2 separate regions of the Mus musculus genome follow, and region 1 is linked to region 2. Evidence: chromatin contacts called from public Hi-C data. All regions are on one chromosome and are shown on one strand. The core of a region is the stretch at or near the end of the contact, and the rest is flanking DNA. Distances in the headings are between cores, read along the strand shown. Region 1 has its middle 27 kb from the start of Gm35831. Region 2 holds the start of 4930445N06Rik (a long non-coding RNA gene).

What was found. Hi-C and Micro-C count contacts between places; a contact is called where the count stands out from the background.
Region 1: a Hi-C map of cerebellum shows a contact between it and region 2, with 2.0 times the contacts expected there. The contact joins the enhancer-like site here to the promoter of 4930445N06Rik in region 2. A contact is called at or near these places in 3 of 39 promoter capture datasets (the C10 cell line, embryonic stem cells and hippocampal neurons), 2 of 15 datasets of contacts at CTCF or cohesin (embryonic stem cells and pro-B cells), 61 of 484 Hi-C or Micro-C datasets (the 63-12 cell line, the BV-2 cell line, the CH12 cell line and 28 more), 3 of 115 datasets of contacts at active chromatin or transcription factors (a beta-TC-6 cell line and embryonic stem cells) and 2 of 9 other capture datasets (adipose tissue and liver).

Annotation. Positions count from the first base shown.
Region 1 is chr15:88,538,624-88,544,027 of GRCm38.p6, reverse strand. No RefSeq gene overlaps it. Among named protein-coding and RNA genes, the nearest start is that of Gm35831, 27 kb to the right of the region's middle. Within about 2 kb of position 1,262, at least 6 of the 459 cell types and tissues checked have an H3K27ac peak or open chromatin away from gene starts, as enhancers often do. A contact at or near this core is called in cerebellar granule neurons, cerebellum and stem cell-derived neurons, where this site is marked.
Region 2 is chr15:88,315,232-88,320,673 of GRCm38.p6, reverse strand. 4930445N06Rik (a long non-coding RNA gene) reads left to right here and starts at 3,499. Exons shown (of 7, transcript XR_875554.1): 1 at 3,499-3,518. All of the region lies in intron 1 of B230214G05Rik (RIKEN cDNA B230214G05 gene), which reads right to left.

The DNA.
Region 1 (5,404 bases), core at 13-2,512, 230 kb before region 2:
CCTGTTTGCCTTTGGAACAAGATGTAGAACTCTCAGCTACCCCTGCACCATACCTGCCTGGATGCTGCCATGCTCCCGCCTTGATTAATGAGCTGAATCTCTGAACCTGTAAGCCAGCCCCAATTAAACATCCTTATAAGAGTTGTCTTGGTCATGGAGTCTCTTCAGCAGTAAAACCCTAAGACATTGGGTCTGCCATAGTCTTCTTGGGCCTCTGTACCAAAGCCCTATGGCCCTACAGGCTGAAGCTACTGATAGTCATTTTTTCATAGCTCCGGAAACTGAACTCTGAGGTCAGGCACCACCAGTACAATGATGCTGCTTGTCTGTAGATGGTTGCCTTCACAGAGTCTTCATGAGAAGCAAACGTCTGGGCATCTCTTCTTCCAAGAACACGGGTCCCATTTGAGAGCCTGGCTCTCATGTGTTTGTCTCACCTGAGTCACCTTCCAAAGGCCTATCTCCAAATATTGTCCCATGGGAACTGTGGCACGAGGGTTTGGGTCTGCAGCAAGACCCTCTGCCCATGTCTGAGTCGGGATGTCAGTCATTCTAAACTGGAGTTCCTGGTGTAGTCAGGATGTGAGCCCCAGGAGACATGCACATGACTTAACCTTTCATCTTTCACCCTGTTGGCAGTGCTCTTTGATGCACAAAAGATTTTAAACTTTGGTGATATCTAATTCAACTAATTTTTCTTTTGCTTTTGGACTTTTGGTGGGTGTTCCAACTGAGAAACCGTATCCTGTTCCATGGTCACAAGGCTATCTATTCCGTTTACTCCTGAGTTTTGAGCTTGGGGCCCTTTGAGTTTGGATCATTGGTCACTTTGGGTTAATTTTGCTGTGATACCAGTGAGAAGGGTTTTAAAGAAAACCAAGAATCTCTAACAGACATTTCACCCTGGAAGTGTAGTCAGGGCAGGACTGTCACTACTTTTTGCTGAGATCCAGGGAGCCTGCTGATCTTCGGGGTACAGGATGCAGGGAGCCAGACTCCTGTGAGAATGGTTGTTTCTCTTAAAGCCAGGGGCCTTTCAGACCACAAATGCCTAATATTCTCATCCTAACCCTGGCTGTTCCAGGCGGCCATTCACCTCAGAGCACAGCTGGAGCCAGGTGGGGCCTGGATACTTCCAGGGATGTTCAGAGCAGCAGACTCAGCAACTTTTACATGAGCAGGCCCCAGACATGACTGTTGCCAATGGAGACCAGTGTTACAGCTGCTTTCAGCCAGGGCTTGAGGGATACAGGACACTGTGGCAGATGGACATCTCATTGGCAGGAAGCCATGACACAGATGGCTGGTTCCCAGGGCCCATCAAGTGAGTTTCATGTCCTCCACTCCCATTTTCCTCTCTTCTAGGAATCTGATCTCAGATTCCAGCTCAGGCAATGATGCAAATGATCGATCACTCCATCCATCCATCCATCCATCCATCCATAGAGCCTATAAGCAGATGTCTAGATGCTAGAGTTGCTAAGAGAGAGACTCCTCTCCCCTACTCCTGACACAGAAAATGATCAGAGAAAGTTTTAAGACTGAATCTACAGACAGATATGGTGGTTTACTAGTCTCAGGACTTGTCAGAGTGAGGCAGGAGGATTGTTATGAGTTCCAGGTCAACTTGGAGTACATTTGTGGCTGTGTTTTTTTTTTTTGTTTGTTTGTTTGTTTTTGTTTTTGTTTTTGTTTTGAGACAGTCTCTCTGTGTTTCTCAGACAGCTTTTAAACTCTTGGTTTAAGCTACCCTCTGCTACAGCCTCCCATGAGAGTGAATTTGTAAACAGATTTTTAACAGGTGAATCCTTCCGTATGAGGAAGCCAGAAGTTCTGCCTGGGGGCTGATACAGAACTTGAGCTCAGAGGGCCTTTCATGGTAAATCCTTGTACCTGTGTCTTAATCAGGGTTTCTATTCCTGCACAAACATCATGACCAAGAAGCAAGTTGGGGAGGAAAGGGTTTATTCAGCTTATACTTCCAAATTGCTGTTCATCACCAAAAGTCAGAACTGGAACTCAAGCAGGTCAGGACGTAGGAGCCATGGAGGGATGTTACTTACTGGCTTGCTTCCCTTGGCTTGCTCAGCTTGCTTTCTTATAGAACCCAAGACTACCAGCCCAGGGTTGGCACCACCCACAATGGGCTCTCCCAACCTTGATCACTAATTGAGAAAATGCCTTACAGCTGGATCTCATGGAGGCATTTCCTCAAGGGAGGTTCATTTCTCTGTGATAACTCCAGTTTGTGTCAAGTTGACACAGAAAACCAGCCAGTACAACCTGGAATGAGAGCCTGGTCACTGGGTACTGGCCTCAGGCTGGCCATAGAGCTATAAGAGGAGAGAAATCGGAGCTGTCCTGTAGGGAGGAGACTGGGTTATATGAAGCCCTCAGCATGGTCTTCATTTATTAGATGGGGCTTGGGGGTGGGTAGGGCTTGCTGTGACCCCAGGCTGGGGCTCTGAATCCGTGGATGGAATGATGCTGGCCTGTTGCTGGGTATGCTCACTGAGGCATGGCCAGGAAGTGCCCCCCTTCCCTACTGTCTCTACCTCTAGGTGCTGTTTCCCTGGTGAAAGTCATTACCCTTGTTCTATTCAGAGTGAGAAGGCAGACCCTCAGGGAAACAGCTGGCTTACATGAGACACTGGGTCTATTTGTTTTTTGGAGGTCCCCTAGCTCTTCTAGTCCTGAATTTTTTGCACCCCCCCCCATTCCAGCAGCTTGATGCCTGAGAAATAAAGCAGAAAGCCCATCATTTCTTTGACTGGGGTGTGTATTTGTGGAGGGGCAAGGTTGGCTGGCTGTTTCCTCTTGGGTAGATCTTCTATAACCTCCTGGTGTCCACCACTAATACACGGGGCAGCTTCTCTTGTCTGTAGTTGGCAGCCCTGTCTAAGGTTTTTCTGCTTCAGTGAGGGACCCCTGGAAGCAGCTCATATGTCACTGAGCACAATGCAGCTCTCAAACAGGCCATTCTTCTACAGCTGCCTTGTAACTCTTGACTTTTCTTCTTCTGTCAGGGTACTTGGTTTTGCAGGCAGGTCTAGGCATTGGGTTGTGGGCTGTCTCCCAATGGTCCACATTCAATATGGGTGTTGGAATTCTGCCATCCCCGTCTCCAGCTGCACTTAGGGCAACTTCCTCTGCAGGTCAGAGAAACAAGGCCAGAATGGGACTGGGGAAAGAAACTGGGTAGGACATGAGAATTCGTCCTGACCATGATCCCTCCAGAGACAGTACCACTCTCAGCTCAGCCCAGTCCTGGCTCTGTACCATTGACTGGCCTCTTCTTGCTGAAACCTAGAAGTGAGATTCCTCACTGTCCATTTAGTGACAAGAACTTTAGGGCTCAGAGTGTAGCTCATCTACTCAAGGTCACCTCTGTAACAGTCATGTGGTGAGTTTGAAATTAGATTACTTACTCTGGCTTTGGGATTCTAAACACACTCCAGTAGGACCATATGTTACTACTCCACACTCACTCTGCCTGGGGTACTTCCATGGCAAGTGCCTTTTTGAAAGCAATACATGGATGGATATGAGGATGGTTGGAAGGGGAAATGGAGTAAGGATGAAGTAGGTGGGTGAAAAGATGGAAGGGCAGATAGATGGATGAGTTGAAGGATGAAGGGTTGGGGTTGATGGGAGGATGGGTGGATTGAATGAGGGAGCAAAGGACAGAGAGATAAAAGGATGGATGGGTATTGTAGATGGTTGGATTATGGAAGGCAGGATGAAGAAATGGAGTGAATGGAGGGTGGGTGGGTGGGTGGCAGGGTGGGGTAGATGGATGGATGACATGTGGTGGGATGGGTGAGTGTGTAAGTGTCAGGATGAGAGATGTGGTGCTGGAAGGTGGAGAGGTGGGGTGGATGGACGGATGGGAGGGTGATGGAGGTGTGTAGATGGCATGATGAAGGGACGGGATGGATGGAATGATGGGTAGATAAATGTCAGGATGGAGTGGATGCCTGACAGAGTGGATGGAGGCATGGCTGGGTAGGTGGGTGGCAGAACTGAGGGGTGGGGTAGGTTGGATGGAGAGATGGGCATGGAAATGCCCACGTTCCTCTGTCTTTAGTGTTTGGCTGCGGCCTTGTCCTTAGGACCTGCAGAGCACCTTCCTTGAGAAGCTGTGCCATCTGCCACCTTGTCACTATTTTACATGAGGGCATGGAGGCTTATTTACGGAACTGAATGATGGGTGAGCCACAAGGGCCAGCGCTAAGGTTTGCAAAAGGCATGGATGAGGGAGGATTCCAGTTGTGTGTTGTCTTTTCCTTTAGGCATGTCCCAGTTACACTCAAGAACCCATTAAAATTGAAGACTTGGATTTTGGGGTGGCACTGTTGGTGGGTTCTTTGGATCCTTTGGGAGAAGAGGCCTGGTGAGAAGTGCTTAGGTTACTGGGGGGCCACTCTCTCCCTTGGAAGGTGATCCCAGAAGTTCTGTAGAGGCCAAGCTTGCCTCTACATTCTCTTTCTGTTCCTGGATCAAGATGAGTCACCTGTTCTTACCACATGCCTCCCCCTCTGCCATCCACCATGAGCCATGATGTAATGCACTCAAGTGGTAGTGGCCATCACTAAGCCTGCACTGTGCCACGTGGGCCTTGAACCTTTTTCAGTGGGAGGAAAAAAAAACCAAACCAAACCTCTCTTCTTTTTATAACTTGGATTCTCCTCTACCATTGGCCATGAAGATCTGGCTGGAACACTCGGCTTTCTTACACCTTGGAAGACCTTGACTTGCTCTCATGGGCCTTCTATCTAGAGCACATTACAGGTGAGGGTGGGGGTCATCTCCATGAGTAGTATGGCTTACTCCATCACTTTGTGTCCCTGGACCTCCCAGCTCCCTGCCTGTATGTGCTGTTTGTTAATAGGGAACAAGGACAGGAAAGAGAAAGAGAAAGAAGCAGAGAGAACCCAAGGACAGGAAATGAGTCAAGAGTGAACCACCGTGTTTGCACGTAGAGTCTTAAGATGGGAAGCAACCGGTGATCAGGAGACAGGATGCACGTACACTTGATCAACCACAGGCCCTGAGGGTTGTTTTTGGAAGCGAAGAAACAAGGCTGGGAGAAGGAGGAATGAACCCATGGGTCTATGCCACTGTTTGCTCTAGAACAATATCTAACTAGGTGTATGGTGGGCAGGCTTTGTTTTGTTTGAGACGGGATCTTTAACTTGCTATATAGTTGAAGATAAACTTGAACTTGTGGTCTTCTGGCATCCACCTCCTGAGTGCTGGGATCACAGCAAGTGTCATTTTGCCTTGTCACTGTGTGCTGATTGAACCCAGGGCATTGTGTTCATTGGCTAGGCAAACACTCTTCCATCTCCTGACCATGTTTGTTTGTTTGTTCGAGACAGGGTCTTGTCAACCCAAGGTGACC
Region 2 (5,442 bases), core at 2,250-4,749:
ACAAGTTGAGCAAATTACAGGATAATAAACTCTACACGTTTTTCTGGCCAGTGATAATTGAGGCTGTAGTTCTCTTCTGGCCACCATAAACATCTGCACTCACATTGCATGCATGCACACATGGATGTACATGCCCATGATGATCAAATACTGTACATATGCTGCCCACCCAATTCTGGGAGTGTTTATACTTTCAAGCCCCCTCTGTCTGTCTCTATTGCTGTGTTAACTGCCAACCTTGTCCTGTCTGCTACCCACTAGCCTGAGCTGTCATTGCTAGTGCCACCAGCTTACTAGGTCTTGCTGGTCTTTGACTTTGGTGGGGTCTGCTGGCTGTCAGATCATACTCTTTTATATGTGGCCAGAGTGCAGCTTCTCCCTAGAGTTAATGCTTATCACAGATATTAAAATACAGGTGTGGTCTTTCTTGGTTACCTCATTAACTCCTTGTCTACTGGACAGTCTGGGGGTAGTCTCTTTACCTGAGATAAATGGAAGCCTTTTACAAGCCAGCCTTACTTATAGTTTTTCCCCCATTACAATTAGCTGCATTAGAAGAACCTGTGATAATAGGTTCCTTGCATAGGTTTCTTAGAACGTCTTGGAAGTTGCTATTGACTTTGCTTCCCAGAGCCCTGTCTTTCCTCTTATGCTGCAATATCCTACTCAGCAGCAGCGAGTATCTTAAGTGGTTTCGCTGTATCTTTTGGGACCAATATGGAGCTTTCCAATGGGGCCTTTCCCCAAGTTTTCTACAGTGAGCTACCTCCTGCCTCAATGTCTATTAAAAATACCAACTGAGGCTGGAAAGTTGACCCAGTGGTTAAGAAATCTGCTGCTCTTGCAGAGGCCTGGACTTAGTTTTTCAGCTCCCAGGTGAGATGGGTCACAAACACCCATAACTCCAATTTCAGGGTGCCAGCACCCCCTTCTGGCTTTATGTGGTACTTGCTTTCACATGTACATTCGCACACAGGAGTGCACAGAATTAGGAAGAAAGGGAATCTTTTTTTTTTTTTTTCTTGTCTATTTCTTTTTGAGACAGCATCTCCCTACAGAGCCCTGGCTGTCCCAGACATCAATACATGGAGCAGGCTGAACTCACAGAGACCTGCCTGATTCGGCCTTATGCTGGGATGAAAGGTGTGCATCATTAAATCTAGCAGGAAGTAAATCTGAGATGCCAAAGATTTTAAGTTCAGATTTCATTTTAGATAACCTGACCTAAGTTTAAACTCAGGGTAGACGAACAGGCTGGTACCTAGCATTAGTTTCTAAGTTGCCCCCCAACAAAACCTGAGCCTAGCTCCAGTCTCTAGGCTAATCCAGGTTACACCTTCAACAAGACCAGTGTCTCCAGCTTATTCCTCCAACAAACCTGCGCCCCCAGGTTACAAGTCCACCCCCTGCCTAACAATCACCAATGCAGAGGGGAGCAGAAATTCAGTTTATGATATGACTCCCAGCACCAGCCAATTATGTTAAAGGGCACAGTAGCTTCCCAATTAGATGTTTGCACACGCATTCCCTGCTTGCTGCTTACTCTAAAGCCTTGCCCACATAGACATTTGGGGCTCCACACCTTCCTGTCCGCTCTGACCACCAAACCATCCTGTGTGATGGCAGTGCATTAGGGGGCAGGGGAGGGAGGAAGCAAGCTAGCTCAAGTAGAATAAAGACCCTGCTGTGAGTTGCATCAGATCGGCTCCTGTCTGTTATTTGGGGGATCGCTAACATTTTCCTGGCACAGCAAATCTTCTTTTTGTTTGTTTTTTAAGATTTCTTTACTTATGTATTTTAGGGCTTTGTCTACATGTGTGTCTATATAGCACAAGACAGCATCAGATCCCATCATAGATGGTTGTGAGCTGCCCTGTGAGTGCTGGCAACTGCACTCAGAACCTCTGGAAGAGCAGACAAGATAGTACATGATTTAATGTTCAAGAAATGTCCAGAATATTTAAACCTGACTGCAGGAAGATTAGAGACAGTAAGGCTGGGGGCAGTACAGTGTCCTGAGTCAGCTTATAGGCAGGGGGTTCCTTTGTGTGATAGAAACATTCTGTCCTGGTGATGGTGAGGGCCACAATGGTGGGACATGTCCCTGTCAGCAGTGAGGGGGCAGACACTTGGATTCTGCAAGGGCTCAGAGCAGAAGGAGTTCAATCCCAGAGCATGGGGCTGAACTTTATTTCATAAGCCATCTCTGTGGACTCTGAATTTAGGATGTTTGGAGGCTTCTTCTAGGAGTACCAGACAGATGCCTGGAAACAGAGCCCTCCTCTGCCCACCCTGGAGGTGTCAGTGTTTGGCAGCAGCAGGCGTCACACTCAATTATCTTGAAAAGTCAGAAGAGCCCACCCTTGCTGCCAGAGACAGGTGGGCCCTCCCTGGAGGCTGGGCCTCTTCTCGAGTGGCAGTGGGCCCACGTCCAATCAATTACCTATTAAAATGAGACCCACTGCCTGCAGATGGCAGGTCCTCACTAGAGCATATGGCTGTACGGCTTCTCTGGGAGGCTGTGATGCTCGTGTTAAAGGAAAACCACCGGAAGTGTGAGCTTCCGTGTACCCAAGCCATGTGTTGTGCTAAGTTTTCCTGACGAGATGCAGAGAAGTGTCTCTTTGTCCCAGACAGAGCATAGCAGCAAACCAAAGAAATGAGTCCACCAAAGCCCACCTCAGCAAGCCAGTGAGTTTATTGGGGTTCCTTCAGGAGCATGGATAACTCAAAGGAACAAAAGCTCACCCCAACCTGGATGTCTGCTCACAGAAGCTGTGTCCTGGGAGATCCCTGCTTTACTTTCAGGATTGTTCACAGGCCAGAGACTCTTTTCTAGGAAGCCGAACTGGTCAAGAGGGGGAGGGCCTCTGCCCTGCAGTTGTTTAGTACTATAGTACTGGGGAGAGTCTTTGGTTATCTGGCATGTTTCAGCTCTCCTCGCCTTATGAGGTCTGTTTACTTCTTGAGTCTCAAAGCGTTTCTCTCCTTCCAGGAGGGAAAGCTTCAATTCAAAGGGAATTGCTGCATATGAGCCCATACTCCAGGCCTTCAGTGAAGGGCAGAGATGCTATTAAATGTTTTAGTCACATGTGCTACAGTGACCACAGGAGCTGCCCGCAGGAGGCAGCTTGCACAGAGGTACTCCTTACAGACAGTGAGAATGGGCCACCCTCCTGGAGCTTTTGTGTGGCGACCCCATGGCTTCTGGAAATGACTTCCCACAGTACTCAGTGCCCAGTCTCTTTAGAGACTCCTCCATGTTATGTCTCCCGGGCTCTAAAATCTTTCCTATATTTCTCGGTCATCACCTCTTTGTCTAGAAGCTTCCACCCGGCTCCCACAGATTTTTTTTTCTAAGGTTCCATTTTTACTGTCTGTAAACAAGCCCAGCTCGGTCCGATTCCCCAAATACCCCTGACCGTTCCCATCCCAGCAACTCTGAGACTCTTACCATCTCTGGGCTTCTAGAAGCCAGGACAAAGGACATTTGGTGGCCGCACCTCTCTCATGGACATGTGAGTGACACCTGTCTGACCCTCATCCTCAACCTCTTTCTGATAGTGTCCTCCATGGCTATCCAACAGTGATGTTTGATGGTCGTGTGACAGTGGAGAACGAATGGAGTCGCTGATGCTTCCCATTCTATCCACTTGCTGCTGTGAGCCATGACTTCTCTTCCTAGAGTTCCCTGCACTGCCACTCCCAAGTCCACTCTCTCCTCCCTCACCTCCACCACTTTGGGTGTTTTTATATACCGTACCCCCATGCTGCCACCCTTGGCCCATCCACATCTGTGTGGGTGCTTGCTCTTCAGTCTGTCTCTGAAAGCTGAGTGGGTGCTCTTACCCCACAGTGTGGGCCTTGGTCTACAGTCTACACATGTGTCTCAAAAATACTCTGAATATACCACAGTCCTTGCAGAGCTATAGCTCTGAGCACCAGTCCACATGAAAGCTCCCCAGAACACCCTAAGCTTCAATTTATCTGCTCATGGCAGGAACCTGTCAGTACTCCTGAGGATAAGGCTGTGGCTTGGCCCACTAGGCTGTGTGAGTAGGCATGGCTCTCTATGTCGGAACCTTCCTGCACCATTGTCTCTATTTCAGAACTGGATTCTCTCATTAACTTTGTTGCTAACCACTTATCAGATTAAAACCACACCTTCCGTGACTTACACCAGTCTCTCAGCATGAGTATCTTCCATCTTCACTGGTGGAGGAGATCAAGGAGGAATGGGTTGGAGGGAAGGCTATAGTTTATAGGCGGTCCTTCTGGAACTTGTGAAAAGCCTGTAGGTGGGCCCCTTGGTCTTGTATTCAAATCATATATCCAATGGCAGCTACGTGTTCCCATCTTCTTACTATCACACACCCTGTCCTTTCTTTGTCCCTTCTCATCCCTTTAACCATGGTGGATCTTATTTTCTACTAAGACCCAAGCATGTCTGTTTAGGCTCTGAAACTGAAATCAGATCCTTCACAGGTTCCTTTAACATCTTCACTGAGATCTCTCTTCTTTTGTCCATCCATCCATCCATCCATCCATCCATCCATCCATCCATCCACCAATGCTCACTGAACAAGAGTAAACTTGATGGTAGACAGTGTAAATCACGTCTATCTGAGGGGCTCAGAGACCTCAGGGACTATATCTTGGTCTCTATTTCCAGTTTTGTATAAAGAAGTTGCAAGCAGGTATGATAGATGCATTAATGAAGACACGAATGGCCAGGCAGGGCAAGCTTAGCTCTCCTGGAATTAAGCCTGAGAAGCAGGACATGATCTTCTTATGGATGGCCTCTCCTGCTAAGAGGTACAAGTACCAAGGGTGATCTGAGCCTGGGTGGGATAAAGCAGGGACAGGCATACAAGCTGCCTTCTGTGGTGGTATTTATGTAGTTCTGGGCGGTAGAGGAGAGAGAGAGACCAGCACAGATATAGCCCAGGAGATCTGAGTGCCTGGAGATGAATAAGGAGTTCTCTGTGGATGATGTCATAGACTACAGAGTGAGAATTTCCCTTTGACTTGTTAGGGGAACAGTTCTGGACCTGGCAAGGGCTTGTTATGGTGACAAGAGGCAGGGGAGGCAAGGTACAGATGTAGAAGGCAGACTGCAGGAAAGGGGTGAAGTAAAGGCGAGATTCAAGCGACTGTTCTAAAAGATCTCATCTTTATGATACTGAAGCCATGTCCTGGAGGAGCAAGCTTGAGGTAGGTAGCTATGGACTTGGGTTGACCTGGAAACTGTGGATTCCATAGGTTTACTGGTCACCTTTCACTGGCTGCTCTCTGTTGTGGCCACACTCAGAGGGCAAAGCCAGCCCTCAGTTCCCACCGGCAGGGGAGGCAGTTGACTAGTGCCGGATCATCTCCTGGCTCCGGCAGACCCTGCCTCCTCGCTGCTGAGTCACACACAATTAAGCTCTGTGAAGACCTCAG